Linked DNA regions of Mus musculus: region 2 is linked to region 1. A link is a contact called in public HiChIP or PLAC-seq data. All regions are on one chromosome and are shown on one strand. The core of a region is the stretch at or near the end of the contact, and the rest is flanking DNA. Distances in the headings are between cores, read along the strand shown.

Evidence for each region. HiChIP or PLAC-seq counts read pairs in DNA pulled down with a chosen protein or histone mark.
Region 2: an HNF4G HiChIP or PLAC-seq map of pancreatic cancer cells shows a contact between it and region 1. The contact joins two enhancer-like sites. A contact is called at or near these places in 1 of 484 Hi-C or Micro-C datasets (embryonic stem cells) and 2 of 115 datasets of contacts at active chromatin or transcription factors (embryonic stem cells and pancreatic cancer cells).

The regions. Positions count from the first base shown.
Region 1 is chr7:80,171,492-80,179,245 of GRCm38.p6, reverse strand. No RefSeq gene overlaps it. Among named protein-coding and RNA genes, the nearest start is that of Gm45202, 20 kb to the right of the region's middle. Within about 2 kb of position 2,600, at least 18 of the 459 cell types and tissues checked have an H3K27ac peak or open chromatin away from gene starts, as enhancers often do. A contact at or near this core is called in pancreatic cancer cells, where this site is marked.
Region 2 is chr7:80,769,945-80,777,698 of GRCm38.p6, reverse strand. All of the region lies in intron 2 of Iqgap1 (IQ motif containing GTPase activating protein 1), which reads left to right. Among named protein-coding and RNA genes, the nearest start is that of Iqgap1, 30 kb to the left of the region's middle. Within about 2 kb of position 3,313, at least 128 of the 459 cell types and tissues checked have an H3K27ac peak or open chromatin away from gene starts, as enhancers often do. A contact at or near this core is called in pancreatic cancer cells, where this site is marked.

The sequences.
Region 1 (7,754 bases), core at 1,351-3,850:
AATGAGTACACTGTAGCTGTCTTCAGACACACCAGAAGAGGGCATCAGAACCCATTAAAGATTGTTGTGAGCCACCATGTGGTTGCTAGGAATTGAACTCAGGACCTCTGGAAGAGCAGTCAGTGCTCTTAACCATCTCTCCAGCCCATTTTGTTTGTTTCTTGAGACAGGCTTTCTTTGTGTAGCCTTGGCTGTCCTGGGACTTTGTAGACCAGGCTGCTCTTGAACTCACAGTGATCTCCTGCCTCTACCTCCCAAGTGCTGGGACTAAAGTCATGCACCACCTCCGCTCAGCATGTGCGATTTTAAGAGTCTGTCTCTGTCTCCCTTTTTTCCTTTGCTTGCTGAAAGCACCTGCTGCTACACACTAAGCTGCCCCATGGCCACGCCTTCCCTGTCTTAATGGATTCATATCCTCTGAGAAAGTGAGCCACAATAAATCCTTCCTCCTTGTTGCTTCTGTCAGGCATGTCACCACAGCAGTGAGAAAGGTAAATGAATACAGTGTATTCCCTTGTTTCAGAAAGGCTTAGAGGGCTCAAGAGACCGTGTATTACCCTGAAGATGGAGAATAAGACCGCCCAGGCAGACTAACTGTATGACCCAAGAAAACTCAGCAGTCACCAGTGCCTCGCTGCGGCAACTCACACATACTTAGACATGTGCTGGCTCTAGGAGGCCTGGTTGAGGCTGGCACTGTGGTAGCTCTTAACTCTGAGGGATCTGCTGATCCTCTTGAGAGCTAGGTGGGTGTTGGCACGTCCTCTCTGCCCTTCCTCATCTCACTCACAACGCACCCCAGCTTCATCTGATACCGTAGCTGGCAAACTCATCCTGAAACAGGGTCCTAGCTTGTCAACTGACATCACTATCAGGGGTGATGGCTTGTTTCAGGGCCTGCAGCTTACTGCTGGACCTGCTGACCTTGCTACTGCAGCCGGTGAGGTACATCCCAGTCCTCTCTTTAGGTACACACATGAGAGGCTCAGTCCTGAAGGGCAGTGATCTTCAAGGTTGATTTCAGCTCAGCAGAAGGCTGACTCAGCCTGCCCAGAGGAACCAGGAAATTCTGTCAGGATAGGGTCTGCCAGTGACCCTGACATCATTGCCACGTGAAGGCCTTCCCAAGGCCAGACCCGCTTCTTTTTAGTGGTCTGTTATTGAGTAGGACACTTTCCCACAGTAAATAAGTTTTGCATGTGGAAGAAAACTAATCCAACAAAAGCGGGGGTGGGATGGGGGTGGGAGTAAAGAGTAATAGAAAGCCTGCATTGGTGAGGGGAAGCCCTAATAGAATCCTTGCATCTCACAGAAGTTTAATAGATAGATAGGTATGTATATATGTATTTATGTATGTATGTATATATGTATGTATGTATATAGTTAGGTAGATGGATGGATAGATAGATAGATAGATAGATAGATAGATAGATAGATAGATAGATGATAGATATCCACCAAGTATAGTGGTTCATGCTTATAATCCCAACATTTAAGAGGCAGAGACAGTAGGATTATCATGAGCTTGAGGCCAATATGTGTGACATAATTAGTTCCCAGGCCACAGAATGAGATCATGTCTCAAAACCAACATCAAAACCCAAAATTGAGGTAGTTGTGGTGGCTCATGCCTATAATCTCAGCAGTGGGACTGCCCCAAGGGAGGAATTGGTGGCTACTTAATCGTCTTCGGTCACACCTTTAGTCTGTGTTTGTGTGGCCAGTTCTCTCTCTTCAGTGTAAGACATATAGATTTAAAAGCCCACCGAGCCCTTTGAAACAAGGAAGTATACTGTGTTCATTAGTCTTCCCATTGCTGTAGCAGCATACCGGACTTAAGGGTTCATTTTAGCTCACAGTCTGAGGGGATGCAGATCCATTGTGTCGGGGATGCCGTCTCTGGAACAGCTTGGAGTATGACTGGCAAGATAATAATAGTAATATGACCTTCCAAGTCACAGGCCCTTCTTGGCCAGGGATAGGTCCCACTCCTATGAAGTGAGTCTTCAATTCATTAAAAAAAAAAAAAAAAAAAGAGCAGTTGGTTACTCTGAAACATTTGTGCCACTATTGTATAAATGTATATATCTTTTCAGATGGGTCATTATTGTCATTTGCTGTGTTCATGGCTGGGCAATACCGTTGGTGACTTTTTCTCCCCAGAAACCCTCATAGTGCCTTCTGATACTATGAAAGCTAGCCGTGGGGAGGAAGCTTTGAGGTCAGTACCCGCTTGATTTTTCCGTGTCCTACGACCAAAGTGTGTGCTATCTGCACAGTAGGCTGTTTGGTATCTGCACAGTGAGCTGTTACCACCAAGTCCCGGTAGGCAAGCAAGAGCAATGGCAATAGCCTGTACTGATTTAGGAGCCAGGCTAAACCCTCATCCACAGTGGCCCACGTCAACAGCTAGGGACCATTCGGTGCCATGTCCCAAAGGGTTCATGACCTCCCACTGCAGCACCTGTCGGGCTTAGATGTTGTAAATAGGCAAGCTTGAGCAGAGAACTCCAGTTCTGAGGTATCGAACTGTCTTTCAGCAGATAGTGGATACTTCCTGGACTATCACGTAGGACTCTGTCAAAAACCAAAACCAAAACCAGAATAAACACCAGAAGTTCATGTCTGTCCTGAGGTGGCAAAGATAGTCTTCAACATTTTATAGCACAGCAATGCACATCACGGTTTTCTGGACATATCTCTGTCTGCATGAGCTTTTTGTTCCAAGTGGTTTTCAACTTTATCTTTTTCCATGGAGTGAACAGGTAGTCTATCCCAATGATTCTCAGACTTGGATAGTTATCAGAAAGATGGTTTAAGCAACATTTCCTGGCCACATTAGTCACTTCCTTTCCTCACTGTACTCAATGGAGATCCACTCTCCTACATCCCTGGCTGCCTCAGTTCCTGCACCACCCGTGGCCCTGTCACCCCTGCTTGGCAAATACTGAGCAAATCCCCAGCCTCTGCCACGCCTTCCACAGACCAGGCTGCTGTCTTCTTCACGTCTCTGGCTACTTTTTTCTCACTTTCTGGGCAACTTGCCTATTTTCTTTCTTTTTCACTTTTCTTTCTTTTTTCTTTTTCTTTCTTTTCATTTTTTTATGATTATTATTTTATGTGTTCAAGTGTTTGACCTGCGTGTGTGTGTGTGTGTGTGTGTGTGTGTGTGTGTGTACCATGGGCATGCCTGGTGCCTGTATAAGCAAGAAGAGTTCTGAATCCCCTGGAAACAGGTTCACGGATGGTTTTAAACTGATATATAGGTGCTGGGAATGGAACTTGAGTCCCCTGGAAGAGCAGCCGGTGCTCTTAACACTGAGCTATCTTGCCAGGCTTCATACAGCTCTGTTAGACCTTCTCCCCTGCCCCAGCATCCCATTATCATCACACCCCTGTGTGTGTGACATCTCTGTAAAGTATGCTCACTGACTTGATCAGAGGCACAAAGGAGAAGAATTGGATTTGTTCCCAAGCAACGAAGACAGAACCACAAAAGAAAACCACCAGGTAAATGTTCCAAGACATGGGATTCATGATGATAAGTCATAGGTTACTGGACAGATTACACAGTCCTGAAAAGGTAAATAGCCGGGCGGTAGTGGTGGCACACGCCTTTGATCCCAGCACTCGGGAGGCAGAGGCAGGTGGATTTCTGAGTTCGAGGCCAGCCTGGTCTACAGAGTGAGTTCCAGGACAGCCAGGTCTATACAGAGAAACCCTGTCTCGAAAAACCAAAAAAAAAAAAAAAAAAAAAGGAAAGGAAAAAAGAAAAGAAAAGAAAAGAAAAGAAAAGATAAATACATTACTTTCCTCCATACTGAGGCAGGCCCGGAGGATGAAGTCACTATTATAGAACCGTAAGTCAGCTACTTGATCAGTTATTAAAACAAAACAAATCAAATGGATCCAACCAACCATGAAGGCCAGGCATGGTGGCACATGTCTTCACTCCCAGCATTGCAGAGGCAGAAGCAAAGGAGACAAAGGCAGAGGAGGCAAAGGAGGAAGAGCAGGCAGGGGCAGAGGAGGAAGAGGAGGAAGAGGAGGAAGAGGAGGCAGAGGAGGAAGAGGAGGCAGGGGCAGAGGAGGAAGAGCAGGCAGAGGCAGAGGAGGAAGAGGAGGCAGGGGCAGAGGAGGAAGAGCAAGCAGAGGCAGAGGAGGAAGAGGAGGCAGGGGCAGAGGAGGAAGAGCAGGCAGAGGCAGAGGAGGAAGAAGAGGCAGGGGCAGAGGAGGAAGAGCAGGCAGGGGCAGAGGAGGAAGAGGAGGCAGGGGCAGAGGAGGAAGAGGAGGCAGGGGCAGAGGAGGAAGAGGAGGCAGGGGCAGAGGAGGAAGAGGAGGCAGAGGCAGCAAAGGAGGCAGAGGCCAAAGCAAGCAGATCTCAGTTTGAGGCCAACCTGGGCTACATAGTGGGTTCCATCTCAGCCAGGGCTACATAGTGAGTCCCCGTCTTAAAACATAAACAAATAGAGGCGTGGTAGCAGCAGTAAGCCTTTAATCCAAGCGGCAGAGGCAGGCTGATCTCTGTGAGCTGGAGGCTACCCTAATCAATGAGGCAAATTCCACCTAGCCTGGGCTACAGAGTGAGCCCCTGTCTCTACAGGAACAGAGCGGAGCAGAACTCTAAGCCCATGCAACCTGCTTCCACTACCACTAATCCACAGAGGCAACAACCAAAGCTTAGTTTGTGCTTGATCTAAGAGTTGGCAGACAAAAAAAAAAAAAAACAAAAAAACAAAAAACAAAAAAAAACCAACCAACCAACAACAACAATGTATCCCCCAACCCAGTCCACCTTGTTTTCCATCCATCCAGCAGGTTTTAAGGGGCTGGGGAGGAAACAAAGAGAGTCACTCACTTCAGATTTCACTCTTGTGCCTCTCTTCTTTGTGTCTCTCGCATGTGCCCTTCATTCTATTGGTACCTAGACTCAGCCCCCCCCTCCTCATTCTGAAATATCAACCTGTTTTATTTTTACTTAAAATATGTGCACATTTAGCTGGACAGTCTTTTGAAATGAAGCCATGGTCGATCTAGCACTTTTGAGCCTGGATACTATCTGGCAGTACCAACTTCCAGGAATACCTGGGTTGGGTGGGGGTTGTTGACGCAGAATAAACAAGCCATTGACTGTGTGTAACTGTTAAGCTATTAATCACCATAAATACCGATTCCTTTCTGCACTGTGGAGTATAAATATGCCCTTATAAAATAGGATATAGAAAAACCTCCAAAGGTTTTTACTATACCCAGGCAAAACTAATAAAACAGCTGGGCATCTGGCTCAGTCCTTTAATCCCAGCACTCAGAAGACAGAGGCAGGTGGATCTCCGAGTTCAAGGCCAGCCTGAGCTACATAGCAAATTCCAGCATAGCCTGGGCTACATAATGAGGGCTATCCTGTCTCCAAACAACAACAACAATTAATAAATAAAACCTGAGCTAATAGAAATTTTTTCTCCCATGAAATGGTTTCTCTCAGGCACTAGTCACAATGACAAAAAGCTGCCCAGCACGCTGCTCATAAGGGAGACTGATTTATGTAACAGGAAACCTCTTCTGGCCATCCATTCTCTCCCCTAAATTGCCTCCTCCCTTCTCTCCACTACCTAGCGAGGGAGAGGGGGGTGTGAGTGTCCAATCCCCACTGGGTTGTTGAACACTTAGTTTGGTTTGTTCATTTGTTTGTTTGTTTTGTTTTTGTTTTTTACAATACAATGTTTCCACATATGGGATAAATTTGCCTTTGGTCTAATGTCAGGTTCTTTCTGCTCTCATTTGTTCCTGCTTTCCTTCCTTGCTTTCTTCTTTGTCTGTTTTTCAAGACAGGGTTTCTCTGGGTAACCCTGGCTGTCCTAGAACTCACTCTGTAGGCCAGGTTGGCCTCCAACTCATGAGATCCACCTGCCTCTGTCTCCTGAGTGCTAAGATTAAAAGTGTGTGCTACCACCACTGTCCAGCCTGTTTCTGCTTTTTTTTTTTTTTGTTTGTTTGTTTGTTTGTTTGTTTTTTGAGACAGGGTTTCTCTGTTTAGCCCTGGCTGTCCTGGAACTTACTTTGTAGATCAGGCTGGCCTCGAACTCAGAAATCTGCCTGTCTCTGCCTCCCAAGTGCTGGGATTAACTGTTTCTGCTTCTTGAACACTGAGAATATAGTGTGCAGTTACCACACACACAGACCAAAAAGTTAAGTGTAGATGTGGTGGGCTTGGGGTGAAAGGTGAAAGCTGCATTTGAACTGACTTCAAGTCTAGCCCCTGGACAGAGCTCTGTCTCCCTGCCGCCAAGCTGTGGGCCCCCCAGAAAAACACCCTACCTTCAACTCCAGGGTTGCTATTCATTTCCCCTTTTACACTAGATTGCAGCCAAAAGGCCAAGAAGTGATTATATCATTTTTTAAAAAAAAATGATTTTGGTTTTTTGGAGTCAAGGTCTTGTGACACCCTGAGGGTGGCCTCAAACTCACGGTGGTCCTCCTGTCTCAACCTCCCAAGTACTGCCACGAAGGGTGTACACTACCACACAGGGCTCTCCCCAGACATCTTACCATCCAGGAAGCCTCTGTGGGCAGCACAGTCAGACCCCCAGGTACATCAGACCGCCTTCTGCTGAGGGCTTCTCCCTTCCTCATGTTACTCAGGAAGGAACCATTCCTCACGTTTCAGTCTGTACTTCCTGCACTCTCAGTTCTCTCTGGCCTGGGCCCCACTGGCTTCCAACGCTCCAAGCCCTGTTCCTTCCTGTGTGTAGCTCAGAATGCTATAAGTGCTTCAGTCCCTTAAGCCTTCTGACCAGCTCTGAAACTGGAGCCCTTGGGCATAACAAGTGTACTAGCCCTGAGCTGTGCCCACTCTGCACTTCTCTGAATCTGTGGGTCATGTGATTTAATTTAAAACTCAGTCAAGAAACCTATAAGGATGAAAGGGAGCCACCTTTGCTCCCCTGCATGCTATCACTGGCTGTTGTGTTTTATTTTACCCCAGTTCACTCACCCATACAATGAGCACACCAGGAAGGCACCAGCCTTATCTACCTGGGTTTGCTCAACAATGGCCCTCGACGCCATGGAATATGGGAGGTGGCCAGTAAATCTTTGTAAGATGCAATTCAGGACACTGTGGCAAAAGGTGAATGGTTTCCAGGTCAGCCTGGGTAACACACCAAGATCCACGCATGTCTCAAGTCGAAACATAACAACAAAACATCCAAACAGTATATAGGGTGAAGGAGTAACATATACTGTGTGTTACTCCTTCAATCAAAGGAGCATCCCTTTGTTCCTGTGTGTAGCAGATTCTCTTGTCTTCTCCCTGCTTCCCACTTCCAGATCTCAGTGGAGTCTCTGGCTGGTAAATTGACCAGCCTCTGGATTCTCCTTACAGCCACTCTGCTCCATTTGAGCCTCCTACCTGCCCTTCTAGAGCCTCCTGACCTAAGAAAGGGATCTAAGAAAAGCATCCAGGAGTCCTCAGTGCTGAGATGTTGCTTCCCTTACAGCCAGCTAACCGAAAGGGCCAACAGAATCTGTGTAGCTCCCGGAAACAGATTTCTCTCCCTTCCTCACCCGCCTCTCACTCTTGCTCTGGGCTTCACTGGAAAGGGTTAAATGGTTTACAGAGAGCCGGAGGCTCCTTCCACACTTGAAGGCTCTAGAGATGCTCTGTAAAGGTCAGATGTTTCCAGACTCTCAACAGACAGGCTGTGTCTGTTTAAATAGAAAGACGAAGAGTTCCCGGCACCCAGCCAACCCTCGTG
Region 2 (7,754 bases), core at 2,064-4,563, 600 kb before region 1:
AACTTGAAAACGATCTGCCGCTTGCCATTGCCAGTTGGCCTTTGCCACCACCACTCCAGTATTTCCCACCTTTCTGTTCACTGCGAGCTGACTCCTGCTCCAGAGTCCCTCTACAGAGGCCCTGGAGGAGTTTTTCATTTTCTGTTCTCTTTGCTGTCCCTTTTTTACAGCGTCTGACGGCGGTGATGACAGCCAGATTCCTGGAGTGTTTCTCTTCTTTGATTACCACCACATGATCCCCTCTTGATTTCTCGTCTTTTTGCAGGGACTTTCCACCCTCAGAAGGTCCCGTCCTTGGCTATCTCCCCGTTGTATTTGTCTTTACCTTGTCCCTAGGCTTGTAGATGGCCTCATATCCGCTTGGGTTTCCAGGTGCTTGCAGGATGTCACTCTGGATGGCTGTCCCATTGACATTTCAGGCCCAACATGCACTTGTCATCCTCTTGTCTCCCTGTCTCGGTGTGGCTTCATGGATCTATTTAGTCATCCATGCCACAAGTCCCCAAGTCATTTTTAAAAAAATAAAACCTTTTCTCTTTCCTTTTATAGAAGTTTCTTTAAGTTGCTGTAGATGGTTTATGGGGCCAGATTTTTTGTTTTGTTTTGTTTCTTTCTGGGACTGTGTGATAATGTGGGATTTTCCCACAGAGTGAATAATAAGTTATTATTTTTACTATTTGGCAGTCGGGCAGATGGTGATATTGTTACCTTAATTTGCATTTAATGGATGACCAGTAATACTGAACATTTTTGTGAGCACTGGCTATTTCTATTTATTTTATAAGTTGCCTGCTTGTGTTTCTAGCTCATTTTTTTAGGGAAATATTTGTCATTTTAAGTGTTTAAAATATATGTATAAACCCAGGAAATTGTTCTATATTTCAATTTTACCTCTCCAGTTTATTTTTGTTTTTGTTTTGTTTTGTTTTTTTTTTCTGTTTTTTTGGACCAGGTCTTGGCTGTGTAGCTGTGGCTGGCTGGAATTCACCATTTCAACCAGACTGGCCTTGAGCATAGAGGAAAAAGGCCTGGGCCACCATGTTTGTTGTGGGGTATTTGGGAGGGTGGCGGTCAGTAGTGGTTTTCTTTGCTTTTGTCCGTTTTAGAGGCAAGGTCTTGGTGTGTAGCCCAGGCTGACTGGTCCTACCTCATCTCCTGAGTACAGGGTTGTAGTGAGGGTTACAGACACGTGCTATATTGCCCTGCTTTGCTTATTTATTTTTTGTTTTCTGAGGCTGCCCCCAGCTTGTCCTGTAAGCCTGGAATCTGTAGGCCAGCATCATTACACCTAGGTGGATAGTGGGAAATGATTTCTTTAATTTGTTTAGTGTGCATGTGGGTGTCTGGGTGCGTATGCGCCATCTGCTCAGTGGAGAGACAGCTGGGGAAGTTGCTTCTCTTCTTCTACCATGAGGGTTTGGGGCATTGAACTCCAGCCATCATGCTTGTGGTCATGTGCCTTTACCCGTGAGCCATCTCACCTCATCTCCTTCCCTCTGATGTCTGCCTGTGTCCTCTTGTTTGTAAACTCTTTTCCTCTTTAAGATTATATAACTTCACACATATATGTATGTACACATTTAAATCTCTAAATCAACCTTGGTTTTCATATTAATTGCAAAGTGTGTGGTCAAAAGTTAGCTCTAAGTTTTGGGCATAGTGTACTTACTTCTAATTCCTGAATTTAAGAGGCAGAGATGGGAGGATTGGGAGTTTGAAGCCAGCTTGGACCCTGTCTCAACATGCACCCTCATAAAGAATTTCTTAAAAATCATCTTGTAATTACACAAGCGCTCAGTTTTCCTACTAATTATATCAGCAGCAGTCACCAAGGTTTCATCCTCGTATGGCTTCTCTCTGAGGGCTTGAGGTCGGGAACTGGGCTGCTGCTGGCGTGAGGAAGCCCAGTGCTAGAGCTTGAGCTTGTGTGGGAGGGTGAGTGTTCAGTAGGCTGTACCTGTCGCTGTCCCGGAAGGAAGGACTATGTTGTGGACTCGAGGGCTGTGGACATCTTCAGCAGTTAAGAGCAAGTTGTTCTTCCAGAGGACGTGGGTTTGAATCCCAGCATCGGCATGGTGGCTCACCACTGTAGGGAACTCTAGTCCCAGAGGATCTGATCTGATGATATCCTCTTCTGGCTCCCACAGACACTGCAGACACACAGTGCACAGACATACATGCCAAATAACCACATGCATAATAGAAAAAAAAGACCGGCTTAAAGAAAACAGTGTGAACTTCGAATCATGGTCAAGCGAGAGCTGCCCAGCGGTGCTCTTGGGTGACTTTCCGTTCAGTTTGTGAAGCGAGGCCAAGCTACTTAGTTTCCTGAGGTTGATGCAAAGATCACATGAGGCGATGCGTGCATTTAGTTTCGGAGCTGCCACATGGTGTTAGATTTTTTTTGTTTGTTTGTTTTTGTTTTTGTTTTATATTTACAACAGGCCTTTCAGTCTAGTACTCTGTGAAGTAGTTCCAGATAGATAGAACTTTGAATATAATTCCCATATAGGTTACATGCAAGTAGTTTGAGGAGAAAATAATGAATATTTATACCGTTTGTGAGAGGAGGAACTCTACTTTCTATAAAAATAGCAATTTTGTCACTAAGCTGTATCTGTGGCTGAATCCTGATCACATGTAGGATATTCTTAGTCATCACTTGGTATGATATTTTCTGAACTTAAGGAAAAAAAATAAACTTTCTGTTCTGTTTTTTTTTTTTTTTTCCTTTTAAAGACAAGGTTTCATTTGTAGCTCTGGCTGGCCTAGAACTCACCAAGTTCAATTTCATTGTGCCTTCTGAGTACTGGGATTACAGATGTGTGCCACCATGCCTGGAAGGAGGGTTCTATTTTAGTTTATAGTTCGAGGGTGCAGCCCGTTATGGCGACAGGAGTTTGAGGTCACATTGCAAGCTCAGTGAGTGGAATGATGTCCACTGGTGCTCAGCTGGCTGTCTCATTTTGATCAGCCTGGGACGTAGGCTGTGAAGTGGTACTGCTCACAGTAGGATGGGTCTTCTCATCTTAGCTAACCGAATTGAAAAATTCCCTCACGGACACGCTCAGAGGCTCTCTCCTTGTGGCTGTAGGTCTTGTGTTCAGTTGGAGAATGTTCAGAGATGGGTGGGAAGGATGTGAGGGTCCCGAGGAGCAGGCCCCACACGCCTGTGCCTTCTCTGTGCCAGCCGGTATTCCTAGCAATTATATATACTGTGTCATCATCCAGAACGCTCTATGGGCATGCGCTATTATTATTCTTTTTACGGGAATACTTGACGGAACTGGAATCATTGTACTTAACGGAAGTATCAAGTAGCGAGTGTGACTCACAGGAGGAAAAGGCACAGACGTCTTTAATCATCTGCCAAGCACTGGGCTAGACTCCAGTCACAATCTTACTGAATTCTTAACAACAAACCTATTTGGAGGTTTTTGCTACCATCCTCTGTTAGCAAATGAAGAGCAGAGTGCCATGGCACAGGTCTCTATAAACCACCATGTGATCCTAGTACTGAGGAGGACCACAGGTTTGAGGCCGACCTTGGCCACACAATGAGACTCCGACTTAAAACAAAAACCAAGAGGAGGAGGACTGGTTGGTCAGGTGCTGGGTGTCTTGTTAAGTGTGGATCTTTCTAGGTTCCCGGGTGATGCTGGTCACATGATGCCCTCATCCTTCTGCCATGTTCCAGAAGGCAGCCTGAGTGGCCTGCAAAAAGCTGGTGGTGCTGGTGTCAGAAAAGCTTTCTGGCTGCTGTGTCCACAGAGGAAATGCTTTCCCTCCAGTGTTTTTGATCTCTGTGTGTGGCAGTGCCTCTCATGCTTCACTTTAGCTGTTTGGGAACACTGTTTGAGGCGGCATCACCGGGGTTGCGGAGAAAATTTTGCATTGGCTGATGAATTATCTTTTATGCATTGATTATTTTTTTAACCATTTTTTTATTCCCCATTTATTTGTCTATGTTTCACAGTGCTGGGGATTGAACGTAGGGCAATAAGCGTGCTATGCAAACTCTCAACTGCTGAGGCACAGATACTAACTTTTAAATGTATCTTAAATGAATTTATAAGGACAAATTAAAATGCTTAAATTAAAAATAATATTACATGTATTTATTCATGTATTTATTTGGGGGAAGGGTGCATGTGCCATAAGTGTGTGTGTATGTGTGTATGTGTGTATATGTGTGTGTGTGTGTGTGTGTGTGTGTGTGTGTGTAGATCAGAGGGTAGCTTTTGAGAGTGGTTCTTCCACCGTGTCCTGGGGATCAAACAGAGTTTGTCAGGTTTGGTGGCAAAGTACTTTTACCCACTCTACCCTCTTGCCAGCTCTAACTGCTGTATTTTATGAGAGAGTTTGTGTCTGAGTTGAGAGTTATGGGTGGGTCTGCTGTTGAGATGAACTGTCTGACCCAGTGTTAAAGAGACAGTCCTGGGGCATTCCCAGCCTTCCCCTGCATGGGATTTCTGACACTTCCCTCTGTGTAGACCCCTGTGGTACCCAGTTCTGCTGGATCCTGTCTCATGGCAACAACAACAGTGGTGCCCTGTGAGAAGAGTTCCAAACCAAGAGTGGGTTCATCTTTGCCACTTAGTAGCAGTGACCTTGGATAAGTCATCCATAATTTGTAAATGAGGGATTGTGCAAATAAGGTACAACCTTGGAGCAGCCTCTTGGGCAACCAAAAATACTTGTTTATATATGTGAGGGCAGGAGAAATGGCTTAGTGGTTAAGAGCAGTCGGTACTCTTGCAAAGAATCCTGGTTCAGTTTCCAGCACCTACATGGCAGCTAACAACCATCTGTAATCCCCAATTCCAGAGACTCTATCCTATGCCTTCTTCTGATCTGTGTGGGTACCCAGCACACACATGGCACCTGTACACACAGGCAGGTAAAACAGCATACACATACAACAACTGAAAGGGGCAGTGGTGGCACATGGCTTTAATCCCAGTTCTTGGGAGGCAGAGGCAGTCAGATCTCTGTGAGTTTGAACCCAGCCTGGTCTCAGAGAGTTCCAGGACAACCAGGGCTACATGGATAAACCCTGTCTCGAAAAATAAAAACATCATCATAAACAACAACAGAATATTAAAAACTATTTCCCATTTCAATGTTTTTTTTTTTTAAAGATTTATTTATTTATTATATGTAAGTACACTGTAGCTGTCTTCAGACACTCCAGAAGAGGGAGTCAGACCACATTACAGATGGTTGTGAGCCACCATGTGGTTGCTGGGATTTGAACTCCGGACCTTCAGAAGAGCAGTCGGGTGCTCTTACCCACTGAGCCATCTCACCAGCCCCCATTTCAATGTTTAAGTCATCCTTTTGGTTTTGCTAGAGATTAAACCCTGGGCTTAACACATTCTGAATATGTGTTCTATCTTTCTAAAGTTCTTTCCTCCTCAGAATCAATTCTAACACTATTCAGTATTGTTTAATGGTTAGAAATGTTTATATATTTATAAACATAAATACTAATAAAAGTGACGAACCCTTTGGTGGGCTCCTTATTTAACTTAAAAGTCCTGAGAAACTACATAATAACATGGAGAATAGTCATACAGTTTTGGAAAATGTTGGGTGATATTCTCTAATGTTTATTTTATGTTCAAAATCAAACAACCCAGAGAACAAAATCAAAGGGATCTGTGCTAAGGCCCTCTCGGCCCTCAGACTTTAGGACGCTGCTGTGATGGCAGAAGAAGAGATTTCCTGTGAGCTATGGAGGACTGATAAGAGTCTAGAGGTTGAACATAAAAGTTACAATAGCATAGCAGGGTCTGGTACTGTACTCTTGTGACTGTAGTACATTGGAGGCAGAGGCAGGGAGAGCCTGTGTTTGAGGCCAGTCGGAAGCCTGGGCTTTGTTAGAGATTCTGTTGGTCAGTCAATCAATCAATCAGTTATCAATCCACCAACCAATCAATTCTGTTGGTCAGTCAATCGATCAATCATTCAGTCAGTCAGTCATAATATCAAGACACTGTACTTAACATTCATAATTGGAGTAATACAGTATGCTGGCTGGTTTTATGTCAGCTTGACACAAGTTCTAGTCATTTTGGAAGAGAGAACCTGAACTGAGAAAATGCCCCCACCAGATTATTCTGTGGGCAAGCCTGCGGTACATTTTCTTGGTTGACGATTGGTGTGAGAGGGCCCAGCTCACTGTGGGTGGTGTAACCCTTAGGCTGATGGTCCTAGGTACTATAAGAAAACAGGGCAAGCAAGCCATAAGGAGCAAGCCAGTAAGCAGCACTCCTAGATGGCCTCTGCCCCACTTTCCGTTTCCAGGTTTCTGGTCTGAGTTCTTGCCCTGATTTCTCTCTGTGGTGGTAAAGTAAACGCTTCCTCCCTGAGCTGCTTTTGGTTATGCTTTATCACAGCAATAAGAAGCAAACTAAGATGCACAGAATCCTACTTTTCCCAAATCTGATTTATTTTATTCTCAGAAACAAACCATTGAGGAATAGCTGACTCGAAGGTGAGCGGAACATGCGGTGGTTGTCGTATGTGGGGTGTTTGGAAGCAGTGCTTGCATTTCCCTCTCTTTCTATTCTGACTTCTGCCTCTGCTATCCGGCCACCAAATCACAGTTGGCTTTTCTAACTCTGGGCTGGGGTGCTGTGTCTAGTATCCTACCTTACTGCAGGGAACTTGTAAGTGTTGGCATTAATGAGGACTGCTTTATAGCTATTGGACCACGGAGGGCAGAGACAAAAGATTATAGGAGATCACCTAAGTCAGTCCCGCCTTTTATTTTCAATCTGGTCTAATAACTTCAGAGAGGAGGAAGATCTAATCAATCACCTAAGGGAACTGTGGCCCTCTCACTTGGGCACATGAGCCCATTATGCTATTATCCACAGTCTGCCCTATGGATTGACATCATATCAAGCAAAGAGTAAATATTTTTTCTTTGTCTATTGTGTGCTGCTGCTTTTGACTTTAGCTTTTGTTGTGAGGCTTGTTCCTGTTAATGAGAACCCAAGTTAGAAGGTCCCCTGAGAGCTGGGGGTGCCAGCAGCTGTTCGTCAGAACGATCCTGTTCACCCTCCACTCCCCAACACTGGTTTCTGAGACAGGGTCTCTCTCCATAGCCTTTGCTGTCCTGAAACTCAGTATGTAGACCAGGCTGATCTTGAACTCACAGAGATCCACCTGCCTCTGCTTCCCAAGTTTGGGATCAGAGCTGTGTGCCAACACAACTGGTCATCCATTTTCTTTTTAGCAGTAAACTCTTAGAAAGAAAATGTTGTGGCATGCCCTGTGGTGACTGCTCTCTGTCCCACAGCAGCCAGCCTGCCTGTCTTCCTTTCCTTTCCCTTTCCCCTTCCCTTCCCCTATCCCTTTCCCTTCCCTTTCCCTTTCCTTCCCCTTTCCCTTCCCTTTCCCTTTCCCCTTTCCCTTCCCTTTCCCCTTTCCCCTTTCCCCTTCCCTTTCCCTTTGCCCTTTCCTTTCCCTTTCCCTTTCCCTTTCCTTTTCCCTTTCCCCTTTCTTTTCCCTTTCCCCTTTCCTTTCCCTTTCCCCTTTCCCTTTCCCCTTTCCTTTCCCTTTCCCCTTTCTCTTCCCTTTCCCCTTTCCCTTCCTTTCCCCTTTCCCTTTCCCTTCCTTTCCCTTTCCCCTTTCCCCTCCTTTCCCTTTCCCCTTTCCCCTTTCCCCTTTCCCATCCTTCCCCTTTCCCCTCCTTCCCCTTCCCCATCCTTCCCCTTTCTCCCTTCCCCCTTCCCCCTTCCCCC